Regions from separate parts of the Mus musculus genome. Here region 1 is linked to region 2. The links are chromatin contacts, called in public Micro-C maps. All regions are on one chromosome and are shown on one strand. The core of a region is the stretch at or near the end of the contact, and the rest is flanking DNA. Distances in the headings are between cores, read along the strand shown. Region 1 holds the start of Ccr6 (chemokine (C-C motif) receptor 6). Region 2 overlaps Gm1604a (predicted gene 1604A).

Region 1 (6,197 bases), core at 3,664-6,163, 340 kb before region 2:
AGTGCAACTGTCCTGTATGTGGAGAACGATCCAGTTCCCCCATTGTACCATGGGAAAGCATGGGCCAGTGCCTTCAGATGGGAAAAGGCACATCACCTGACACCCAGAAGTGGAGGGTACCCCTTTCTCCTGCTAACTGTCATCCACTCAATAGCTGGAGAGGAAGGCCCTGTGGACCTGTGTTCCGAGGGAAGGTAAATAGACCTGAAAATTAAAGTGCTGGAGGCCAGCTGTGGGGGAGGGGCTAACTGTGGGGGAGGGGCTGGGCTGTGGTACCAGTGTAGGCAGGAAGTTTAGCATCCTTTCTTCTGAATACCTTTGACAGCTTCCCTTCTGTGGGGCTGTTCTAAAAACCGAGAGAAACACCGTGCTTGTGGCTGATGTCCTGCTCCGGGTGGGTCCTATCTGGTTATTGTTTCCCAAGTATGATCTCCATCAAACCAATAGTTGCTTGCTCTTTATTGAATAGGACATTTTGATTTGATCATGTAGCCTTTGAAAACACTGAGGTCCTGAAATGAAACTACACTGGCTGTAGGGTCAAGCATACAGCTTGATTCTTATTGAAGCATATAAATAAATGTCGAAACTGATAAGCCACACCCAGAAGGACAGCCGCCAGGCCAGGCATAAGCGCAGAGGACTATGCTGATAGTGTCTAGGCACTTAAGAGCAGCTTGGTGTCTTACACCTTTACTTCCTGGGTGTCCCTGGATGAGACTTGTCAGTCACACAGTGAGCTGGCATCAGAACGGTGAAATGCCTAAGTTTGTAGTCACCGACACCCACTGCTAGAGACAGTACGAGACCACCCGTGTTCACCACATAGGAAAGTTAGCCGAGCAAACGGCCTGGGACCCCACTGGTTTACTGCAGGGCTCACTGGCCCAGATTTAGGGCCTTCAACTCCGTTTTTCTTGCCGGAAAGGTCCACACTGACTTACAGAGATGGGTCTCCTCCACTTCAGTATCCCAAGGCAAAAATGTAACAGCAGCTGCCCTGGCAGCTCCCAAACACCACAGACCTTGTGGGCTGAGAATTTTCCACCAGGGAGGGCTAGCTACCCGGATGTGCCCCCAGGATGCATTTCTATGGTGATGGGATGCATTTCTATGGTGATGGGATGCATTTCTATGGTGATGGGATGCATTTCTATGGTGATGGGATGCATTTCTATGGTGATGGCACCAAAATGTACACATGCAGAGCTAGAAGGCCCAGAGAGAGGCAGGAACCGCCCATGCCTGCTCTTCCACCCTTACTCCCTCTAGCCCTGTTGGGCTAGGTGGCAGGCCCACTTAAGCACAAGGTCACAGTTATCAAATGCCCTACTAACTCCTGAAGACAGAGCTCCTGGCCTAGGGCCTCAGAGTCAGGTGTGGGGCGCAGAGCAAACGTGAGGCCTGTTTCTGAGCCCCAAGGAAGGAACAAGCTGGAAGGAAATACAGAAGAAGCCACAGGGGTAACCCACACTAAATACTAGGTTCCCTTGTCCCCAGCGCTGTGGGAAGCCGTTTTTAGCAGTGCAGCTCTTTGCTGTGGTGAGTCTGCCTGGTCCTGGCTGGCTATTCTGTCCTACCCATGAACGTCTTGGAACGCCACCCCTAAATTTCTCCTTGGTTTTTGAGATATAAACCTCTTCTTTCACCTGCCTTTCTTCTTGGTTTTCCCTCTCGGCTTGTCACCCGTAGGGTTTTTACGCCTTGTCAAATAGAAACATTTTAACAAGTAAGAGTCAACGTGTGGCTGGCCAGATTCATTCCTCTGCGGGAAAGTGTTACATTTTGTTTCCTTTGAGACAGGGTCTCTCGTGGTCTAGGCTGATCTCCAGCTGCCTGTGTGACTGAGGGTGACCTTCTTCAGAAGCTTTGGCCTCCACCTCGGCAGTGCTCGGATCACAGGTGCCTGTTACCAAATCCAGTTTTGTGCAGTTCTGGGGACAGAACCCAGTGCCTATGCTCAGCCCTTCCTTAGATTGTGAATGCAATCTCTCCCTCTCCCTTCCCTGCCTCCCTCCTTCTTTTCATTCTTTCCGTCCTTCCCTTTCTTTCTTGGTTTTTCAAGACAGGGTTTGTGTAGCTCTGTCTGTCCTGGAGCTCGCACTGCCTCTGCTTCCCCAGTGCTTAGATTAAAGGCGTGCACCACCACCCCTGTTGGCCTGAATTCAGTTTCTTACCATCAACCACTGAGCTCTGAAAGACTCACTGGAAACTTGCTGTATTATATTCAGCAACAGCAGAGATGACTGCTGGGACCTGAAGACATCTAGTCCTACCTCACTGTCAGTGACAGTTACCCATGTGAGCATCTTACACACTGACCGTGAAACCCCACGAGGGAAAGCCATGCTGTAACATGACACCCGATGCAGTTTCTTCTAGCTTTGTCTTGCCTTCCTTGGCCTTTGCTCATAGTCTCTGCTGAGGACAGGTGAGCATCCTCTTTGCAGCAAATGAAGAAGCTTGAAGCTCACAGGACTGTGAGTCTGACTCCGTGGCCGTGGGAGTGTATGGAGTTGGCGTGCCTGTGTTAGCGGTTTCTGTCAGCCTTTGCCAGTAACTCAAGGTCTATCTTGCCTCATTGATTGGCATTCCCACGGACGCTTTGCTTCTAGAAGTTCCAGGCTGAGAAAGCAGACAGCCCTATTTATCAGAACTGTGCCTAAAATAGTCAGTATATATGAAGACACACCTGAGCGTCTCCCCTGGGAGAAGCACCCAGGCTGACGGCAGGGGCCTGCTGTATCTATTTTGGCTATGGCCTCTTTTTCTGCTCATTTCCTCTTTCTGGAACTGGCTTAGAAGATATTATTAGATAGAAGCCAGGACTCAGGAAGCCCAAGGCACTTAGTGCAGCAGGGGAAAGCGTGGACGTCCGATGCTGTCCTAGTCAAAGCACAACAGCATCTTTAAATGACACTCAATAACCCAGAGCACCGAGAAACCCGCAAGTTTGTCACTTTCACTTGGACATTGATGTTATCGGAAGAATGTCTTCCGACCAGTCACGCCATCCTGAGTTCTCCTGAGAATTTCGCAGAAGTGTTGGGTAGATTTGTGCATTCTACTTGGTGGGCTCTGGGATCACCCGCTGCTTTCTCTCTCAGCACAAGGCAGAGGCTCCTTCTCTGTCCTGACCTTGTCCCTCTGCCTCAACCCTTTCCTCCTCTCTGGGTCCATGCCCTCTGCTGAGCTTCATCCACTTTAGGGGACCATCCTGTGACTCACCCTGCTCCCAGGACAGCCCTGAGTAACAAGGGCACCAGAGTTTGGGTTTGTAGAATCTGCACTTCCTGTCCTTATTACAGACAGTGCTTCTCCAGAGGGGTCTCTCGAATTGCAAATGGTTCCGTGCCTCTTTGTCAAATGCTGACTGCCTTAGAGGAGGGCTGCCTGTGATGACTTAGGTGTTGTGTTCTAGGCGTGCCTGTGTTAGCGGTTTCTGTCAGCCTTTGCCAGTAACTCAAGGTCTATCTTGCCTCATTGGCTGGCATTCCCACAAACTCTTTGCTTCTAGAAGTTCTAGGCTGAGAAATCAGACAGGCTCATTTATCATAACTGTGCCTAGGCACACCTGAGCATCTCCCCTGAGAGAAGCACCCAGCCTGAAGGCAATATAGCAAGCTCTCAGTAAGTCATTCAGAGCTCAGTAGTGGATGATTAAAAACTGAATTCAGGTCAGGTGGTGGTGGTGCATGCCTTTAATTCCAGCACTTGGGAGACAGAGGCAGAGGCAGAGGCAGAGGCAGAGGCAGAGGCAGAGGCAGAGGCAGAGGCAGAGGCAGAGGCAGAGGCAGAGGCAGAGGCAGAGGCAGAGGCAGAGGCAGAGGCAGAGGCAGAGAGCTACACAAAGAAACCCTGTCTTGAAAAGTGAAGGAAGAAAGAAAGAAAGAAAGAAAGAAAGAAAGGGAGAGAAGAAGAAGGAGAAGAAGGAGAAGAAGGAGAAGAAGAAGAAGAAGGAGGAGGAGGAGGAGGAGGAGGAGGAGGAGGAGAAGGAGAAGAAGAAGGAGGAGAAGGAGGAGGAGGAGGAAGAGGAGGAGGAGGAAAGGAAGGAAGGAAGGAAGGAGAGGGAGGGAGAGGCAAGGCAAGCTCTTGCATGGTGTACATGGAAGACTAGGTTCAGTTCCCAGCAGCTCAGAAAACCTGGTACAGTGGTACATGCCAGTAATCTCAGCATTCAGGAGATGGTAGCAGAGGATCAGGCTTATCCTTGGCTAATTGCAAGGTCAAGGCCAGCCTGGGATATATGAGACCTTGTCTAAAAATATAACCAAACAAAAATACATCATATTCTATCTCCTTATGGAGTAGAAAGGGCAGAGACCCTAACACCTGAAAAACTCAGGAGACTCAGACTTCTTTCCTGCAGCACCCAAGGGCATGACTCCTTTCCAACCCTAGACATAGTTGGAGCAACAGTTGATGTTCTAAGTCCCATAGAATAAAATACTCACGGCACTCAAAAGACTACCAAAGTGAGCACCTGGCTTTCATCTAAACGGGATTGAAGGAACCCAAGTCTCTAAGCACCCAGGACTTGGTGATGTGACCACGGCAATATTATTCTTCTTTTAAAGCCTGCCATTTACAACAGCAGAAACCTAGTGTTTTCCCAAAGTCCAAGCTGAAACAAAACTTACCAATAATGTTCCAACCCACAAACTGGCAGCTGCAGTTTCTCTCTCAAATTTCAGATTCCTTAGATCTTTGCTTCCTCTCACAGGTGTGGAGACCCTGGCCCTGGTCACAGGGGACTGAAAGTGATGACTTCGAACTGCAGGTTACTAGCACCGTGTCTGTTCTTGCTATTCTGCTCCAAGCTGGGCTCCCCAAAGCAGTGTGTGGCTTGTTCTTCACCCTCCTGGGGTAGATACCTTACCACAAGTGTTCTGTTTTCAGCGCTGCAAACTGGAGGTAGCAAAGGTGGAGGCAGGAGGGCACTTATGTAACTAGGTCAATGATTTCACTGTGACATGCAAATTTTTTTCATTTCAGAATTATTAAGTCTGTGGAATGCTTCTTGATTCTTGGAAATTACATATCATCTAGGTAACTGTAAAGTTCTTTGAAAGGGGGTCCTGTCCACCTAGTGGACTATAGTCAGCAACCCGTATTTTTGCTACTGGAGGAAGGAAGTGTAAAAACCTCAGCACCACCAGGACAGTCTTTGTTTGGCTCTTGGTGGAAAACACCAGCGATTTCTGGTAGGCAAGGTGGGTGACAACCCAAGGCTCTGGCACCCATGCCTCTCCTGTCCTTGTGAGTCTCAGTGATATCATAAAACGCCATCAATAATTATGTGGCACAAGGCAAGGCTACTTACCATTTACTCTTGACAAATAATTTTTGAAAAATGGATATTGTTACCCTTATTTCTCAAGTGTGAAAAAAGGCCAGCTCACTTAGGTGTTGAGTCATCTGGAGTGATGGATTCAGTTAATAAGACTTTTTCTACAGAGATGCATCCATCTCTCCCATCACCAAACACTCATTCAGTGCCCAGTCTGTGCAGTACAGTGTTCCAGGAATAAGAGAGAGCAGAGAGCAGAGATCAGAGAGGAGAGAGAGAGAGACAGGGGGGGAAGAGAGAGAGAGAGAGAGAGACAGAGGAAAAGACAGACAAAAAAGACAGAGACAAAAACAAAAAGACAGACAGACAAAACCAGAGAGAGACAGACAAAAAGACAGAAAGAGAGAGACAGACAAAAAGATAGAGAGCAGAGAGAAGGAGAAACAGAGAGGGGGCAGAGAGAGAAACAGAGAGTCAGACAAAAAGAGAGAGACAGAGAGAGAAACATAGGGCAAAGAGAGCAGAGAGAGAGAGAGAGAGCAGGGAACCAAACAGTGAAGTCCTTGACCTTGAAGGATTTACATGCTGATCAAAGGACAGCAAGCCCTGTGAGATCAAGTGTGTCCAGTATGGTGGCCTTCGCTGTAATTCAGCTAGCTGGTGGACTCTGTTACATACAGTAACCACATGTGAGAGGGTCTCTGATGGAGAGGAAGGAAGTTCTGAAAGAGAACTGTAGCCTTGGGGCCAAGAGTGATGTTGGAAAGCGGGGACAGAGGCAAGGTAGGCAGCAGGAACCTGGACACCTCCCATCTCTACACTGATGCAGGAGACAGCTCATCCCTAGAAAGGAACTGTGGGTTCACACTGCTTTTGAAGCACCTTGAATTCACATACAGCTGGGGGA
Region 2 (6,300 bases), core at 617-3,116:
GGAGTATATTGGGTGTGAGCCACTATCTGGGTGTGGGAATTGAACTCAGATCCTCTGGAAGAACAGCCAGTGTTCTTAAGTGCTGAGCCATCTCCCCATTCCCCAGAACTCAATCTTAAGCACCCAGCCACCTCTCCAGGTGTTCATATGATTGTCTGTTATGCCTGATTTTGTCTATTACATCCTGATTTTAAGCAATCTTCTGTTTCTGTTTATTCCAGTTAACAAATAGAGAAATCCATGCAGTTTATTGGTATTCAAACAATTCTTATTTAGTTTTCATTCATAATCCTCAACATCATGTTTTCCAGCCTGACTTCGGAGAAACGAAGACAACATGAGACCTGAAGTTCTGTATGGAGAGTAGAAAGTCTATGAGAGATGATGAGCAGACCTGGGTGGGGCTGGACCACAAAAGCAATGGCCTGGTAGTGAAAAGACAGGTCAAAAATGCCAGGGCTTCCCACAGCTGGCAGTGACTCTTCCTGCTCATCTTGTGGTTTCTGGACCTCATGTGGCACGTGGCTCCCATGATGCTCATGCCCTCTTCTACTGTCCTGAAGACTCACAGGAGTGGGAGGGGCTAAAGGATGACAGACAGACAGACAGACAGACAGAAACACACACACACAATCACATTTAATAGAGACCTTTTCCTGGCATTTCATTGGTCAGAATGGAGTCACATATTGATTTCTGACCCATTACAGTGTGTGTGTGTGTTTGTGTGTATGTGTGTATGTGTGAGTGTGTGTAAGTATATGTGTGTGGTTTTGTGTGTGCATGTGACATGTGTGTATGTGTGATGTGTATGTATGTGTATGTGCTTGTGTGTAATTATCTTTAGATGAACCACATCCAACCTGAGTTAAGCAGGGGACAAAACGTCTTTTCCTGAAAGCATAGCTGAGGAACAGGAATGAAGCCTGGCGAGCCAGGCCCCGTAGCCAGGATTGAGAGGTGACAAAGCCATCAACGAGAAAGCAAGAAGCAAAGAAACCAAGCCCATGGTCAAGGGCTTGTTTGCCAAGAGAGGCTTTGGTGGGGTTCCATTTCTGTGTTCTCCAGAAACTCCTCATAATTTACTGAACAGCCACTTTGGCTTTTATTGTTTGGTGTGGAACAGCGTAATTCATACCAATGGGTGGAAGGTGTTTTGTTGTTTTGTTTTGTTTTGTTTTGCTTTGTTTTTAACCAAGAAATAAATGTATCCAATGAAGAAAATGATTCCAGCATTTCGGGTCTGACAAAAGAAAAGTTCATATTAACAATTGGGATTAATCTGTGTGGACAGTGTTAACGCTTTGGAGGGCTCAAACTTATTTGAAGACAGAAAAATCTCTATTTACAGTATTGGCACAGGACCGTGTGCCAGGCCACACAACACAATAGTTAAGTAGTCACACTGTAGGGAACAGAGTGTCGGGCTCCTGGTCTAATCCTCTTACTAGCCACAGACTTTTGAGAATGTCGCTCCTGGGAGTTGGCCAACAAAACCCCAACAGCAGTAGCAGGATCCCCCAGAAAGTCCCCAAAGCACTGCAAAGTTTGCTAAGATTGGTCCACCTTCCTTTCTTCAGTCAGCATTTGATGAACACCTACTACGTGTGGGGCGTCATGCCAGGTGGTGGCACATGATAGGTCATTATGTGTCTGCTCTCATCCCAGCTTCCTAAACAACTCTCCTCAGGAGAGGGAGATATGGATCCAGACTGTGTACATTTAAATCCATGGATGTTTGAATTCTTCATCACCCACAGACGTATTCATGAATAAAAAGTGAAAGCGGCTCTGGCCTGGGCAGAAGGAGTGTGTAGGTGGCAAGGAGCCAGTGATGCAGGGAACCAACGCCTCCAGTAGCTCGTGTGACCTCTTCCTGCTACCCACGCATTGGACAGGATGTTAGATTTGGTGGCAGTGAAGGGCTCTCTGCAAAGGTGTCAACTGAGCCAGAACCTGAAGGCTCACAGGGACAATGGCGGGCTGGGGTGGTGAGAGAAAGTTCCAGAGGAATGAAATGGCATGTGCTGACAACATGTGACAGGGAGGAGCCACCGCTCTGCTCTGCTCCCGTCTCAGCCTGAAAACACTGGCCTCTCCTTTGTCCACTGCTGGCTCCTTTTTCATAATCTGTGTCCCGCCACCCCCTCCACTTTTCTAACCATTTCATCCTGAGCCTTAAGTCCCTTTGACTTTGGTTGTTTTGGTGAACATGCCCCTGTTTAAATTCTGAAATGTGTTGATTTATGAGCCCTCACAGAATCTCCCCTGCCTTCCTGTAAGCCCCTTTATTAAACATCGCAATGTGAATGTGCAGTTTCAACCACAGCCCTCTGCTCCCCAAGAACCAATATCTGTTCACCATGTCATAGTTTGAAAGGAGCCTTTACATGGGCCATACTGAATCCCAGCTTTTCTCTTTAGATGTTCTTATGGGAAAATCAGTTGCATTTCATCGATGAGAGTGGACCACTCTAAACCAGTGGTTCTTAACCTAGGGGGTCGCAACCACAACATCCTATCAGATATTTGCATTATAATACCTAACAGTAGAAAAATTATACTTATGAAGTAGCAGCAAAATAATTTTATGGTTGGGGTCACCACAACATGAAGAACATGAAGAACAGACTTAGGAAGGTTGAGAGCCACTGCTCTAAACAGTCATAAATCAAAGCCCAGAATCAGAAGCCCAAGTCTTTGTTTGCCTTCTTCATAGTTAAGGCCGTTTGTTACCTGAATACTTTTAATGATCACAGAGCAACTCATATAAATTTTATACTGGGTAGGGTTCAGAGTTTCCTGGATTGGGGGGGATTTGAACCTTTTAGATTGGTTACTGTTTTATGTAGGCATAAACAAAGGGTTCATCTGCGCATGCACCGCCATACAGAACAGGAGCACTCCTCTTTGCTCAGACTGTGTGTCTGTGTAGTCCATTCTCTGGAGCTTTCTAAAATTAGGAGCCAGCAACACTATGTAAAGGACCATACAGTGAATGTTTTTTTGGCATTGTGAAGCCATACAACTCAACCACAGGCTATGTGTAAACAAATGGATGTGTGTGACTCTTTTCAATAATAACTTATTTACAGAAACCAGACCGCAGCAGGCAACTAGTTGGGGCTGGCATAGCACATGGTCCAGGTTCACTTTATGAAAAGCCTCCTGATACACGCATCTATCCTTTCCCGCCTGCCTCCACACCCACCTCATGTGGAGCGATGGGATTTACAGTCTCAGTTTATTGCTTTGGGAAAGTAGTTTGTGCCTTCTGCTTGTGTGAGATGGAATGCTGTCTGGCAGGCAAACTGTACTGTCAGCACAGCCATTGGGGGACTGGAGCTGTGTTCAAGATATGGCGCCCTGCAAAGTTCATGTCCAGAAGAGGTTTGAAGGTGAATGAGCAAGGTTAGTCTACTGACAAACAGTCAACAGTTCTGTACAGTAAAGAGCAATTTCAAGGCCTTGGCTTAATTAAAACAGCCAAGCTATAGCTACTTTTTGTTCAGCAAAGGATGCACTCAGAGTTAACAGCCAGCCAGAGAATGGGAGAAAGCTTTACCAGCCCCACTTCAGACACAAGGCAGAATCTGCAAAGAATTGCAGAAGTTAAATACCAACCTGCCAACCAACAAGAGAAAAACAAACCAAGTAACCAAATAGATGTCTCTCAAAAAAAAGAAAAAAGAAAAGAAAGGGGAGACAGAGACAGAGAGAGACAGAGAGACAGAGAGAGAGACAGAGAGAGAGAGAGAGTTTGATATTCCTAGCTCTAGGGAAAAGCAAATTAAAATAACTTTGAGATACCATCTCACCCCAATTAGAAAAGCTACCACCAAGAAATCTGACAACTACGTTGGAGAAAGAAAGACTATTGTGACATCAGTTTGGAGACTTAAAAAAACCTCGGAGCACATATTCAGAGACTCCCACACTCATCCTGGAGATACCTGTATCTCCCTGTTTATGGGTGCTTTCTTCACTATTACAAAGAATGGAATCGTCCTAGCTGTCCATCAACAGACAAATGGATAATGAGAATTTGCCATATAGTATATAAAATATAAAATTTATATTATCTATATATGAATACTATTCAGCTGTAAAGAAAAATGAAGTTAAAAAATCTGCAGAAAATGGATGGTCTTAGAGTGTACAACATTAAGCGCTCTCTCAGAAAGAAGAACACCATGTGTTCTCGCTCATATATGGAGTGTAAGGGGGCCCCTCATGGTCAGTACAAAACTCACCCAGATACCAAATCCTCAGCACAAAGGAGATTTGTTACCCCAAAGAGACAATCAGGGATGCAGTGGTGAGGTGGGGTAGGGTGGAATGGGGAGGGGGCTGGGCTGCCTCTGGACCCTCTAGATCAGACAAAAGCACACAGCAGGTGTTTCTGCAGGGGCGAGTTTTAAGGAGAAAATGGGAAGTCTGTGCTAAGTTGAGTCCTGACTGGAGAGGTTAGCCAGTGGAGCCAAATAATGAAGTTTGATCGCTGGACCTCAGTGTTTTCATCTCAGGAATGAGCCAGTGGTCAAATAAGGGAGTGATAGAACTTGGGGGCTGGCTTTAGGAGAGGGAGGGAGAAAGGACAAAACCTGCTGGTCCATGTTTGCCATGCTCGGGCCTGTTGGAGAGCCCTTCTTGGGATCTAACCAATAATATATGCATATGTGTAAACAGGTGTACACGTGTGTGTGGTGTAACATGAAGGAAAGAGAAGAAAAAGGCTTTGGGATTACTGCATGCAGGGAATGGACCTGAGCTATAAAAGTGGGGATTAAGCCACTTGCTTTTCTAGTTTTAATTCTGCCACACATTCTTATTGTTTTTGATGGTATCTGGATAAGTGCATAAAATTTATTTGAAACTGAAAACGTAAAATTTACTGTGAAACTCCACAGATTCCATTCTAAATGCCTATTCTAAGTGTATAGAAGTCCCTTGAATTATAGACTGGATTTGACTACTTTTTGTATATAATTTTTAATTTATTTGCAATTTTTTCATAATAAGCTTCATAAATTTTTTTTAACTTTTTTTAAAGACTTCCTTAAGTCTGTAGCTACTGGAGCATATCTTGAACCCCTTTAAAACAGGATAGTAATATTAATGTTTTAAAGCAGTTGTTCTCAACCTACGGGGCACACACTCTTTGGGGGGTCGAATGACCCTTTCACATATCAGATATCCTGCATATCAGAGTTTTACTTATGATTTATAGCAGTATCAAAATTATAGTTATGAGGTAGCAACCAGAATAATTTTATGGTGGTGGTGGTGGGTCACAGCAACATGAGGAACTGTCTTAAAGAATCTCAGCCTTAGGAAGGTTGAGAACCAGTGCTGGGGGTGGGGGGCGGAACACACCTGCTTCAGGGTCTTCTGCTCTCAAAAGCAATTGGGTGATTGTGCCCAAGCTCGCTGAGAAGTGATGTCATTGCTGGGAATTGTCTCGGTCTTAGTTAACACTCACCAGGACAGTCAGAAGATGCCCAGGCCTGTAGTTCCCCTGCCCTCCATGGCCCCTGAGTAATTGTGGTCCAGCCCACTCAGCAGCAAGGAGGAGTGCAACTCAAACCACAGAGTGCGCTTCCAGCTGCACCCGCTGGTCCTTCCACGCTGAGGGCCTCGGAGGCCTGGAGGGGAAAGGAAGGGTTGGGTGTCAACAAGAAGGTCCTGTTGTGGTTTCCGTGGTAAATCATGGGATTTCCAGACCTCTGATTTCAGGGCCTACCGACCCTTGGGTGTCCATCTTCTAACCAAACATAGGTTACTCTCCCTTTCCAGGAAGTGGGTGATGGGACCCTTCCATCACAACAAGAAAGTAGCTATGAAGTTGGATTTTTAGTTGTAAGAAATCAATGGGAGAAAAAAGGAGTAATAAAATCACTTAGTGGTGGACCTAGGCACTTCGGTTTTTTATAAAGTTGGTTTTTGGAGGCATTTCCACGACCCAGAGTGTCATGTATATTTACCAGTGTTGACTTTTTTAGCCTTCTGACCACTGTGATGTGGTGGTAATTATTGTTACCCCAGATATCCACCTTTTAGAGAAGAAAACTGGCATCTAATGATTTAAGACATCTTGGTGGCTAGAACTGAATCGTCAGTCTCTTCTTTCTGTGATGCTGGGTGTAGCCATCTGGAAGCCTCTGGAAGCGGCTGTGTGACTGGCACTGTTGAGCTAATGCAGTCTCACTTATTTGGTGAAGCCTGGTGGAGCTCCTGCTTGTGAGAGCCCCAGAGAGTTCAAGTTTGCCCGTACTGGAGGCACCTGTGGAATACTATAGT

What was found. A called contact is a pair of places that touch in the nucleus more often than the background predicts.
Region 1: a Micro-C map of B cells shows a contact between it and region 2, with 4 times the contacts expected there. The contact joins the promoter of Ccr6 here to the enhancer-like site in region 2. A contact is called at or near these places in 5 of 39 promoter capture datasets (the C10 cell line, the HPC-7 cell line, hematopoietic stem and progenitor cells and 2 more), 1 of 484 Hi-C or Micro-C datasets (B cells) and 1 of 115 datasets of contacts at active chromatin or transcription factors (microglia).

What each region holds. Positions count from the first base shown.
Region 1 is chr17:8,234,759-8,240,955 of GRCm38.p6, reverse strand. It overlaps Ccr6 (chemokine (C-C motif) receptor 6), which reads right to left and starts at 4,913. Exons shown (of 3, transcript NM_001190333.1): 1 at 4,641-4,913.
Region 2 is chr17:7,888,492-7,894,791 of GRCm38.p6, reverse strand. The region is part of intron 4 of Gm1604a (predicted gene 1604A); the gene reads left to right. Among named protein-coding and RNA genes, the nearest start is that of Tagap, 34 kb to the left of the region's middle. Within about 2 kb of position 1,866, at least 24 of the 459 cell types and tissues checked have an H3K27ac peak or open chromatin away from gene starts, as enhancers often do. A contact at or near this core is called in B cells, where this site is marked.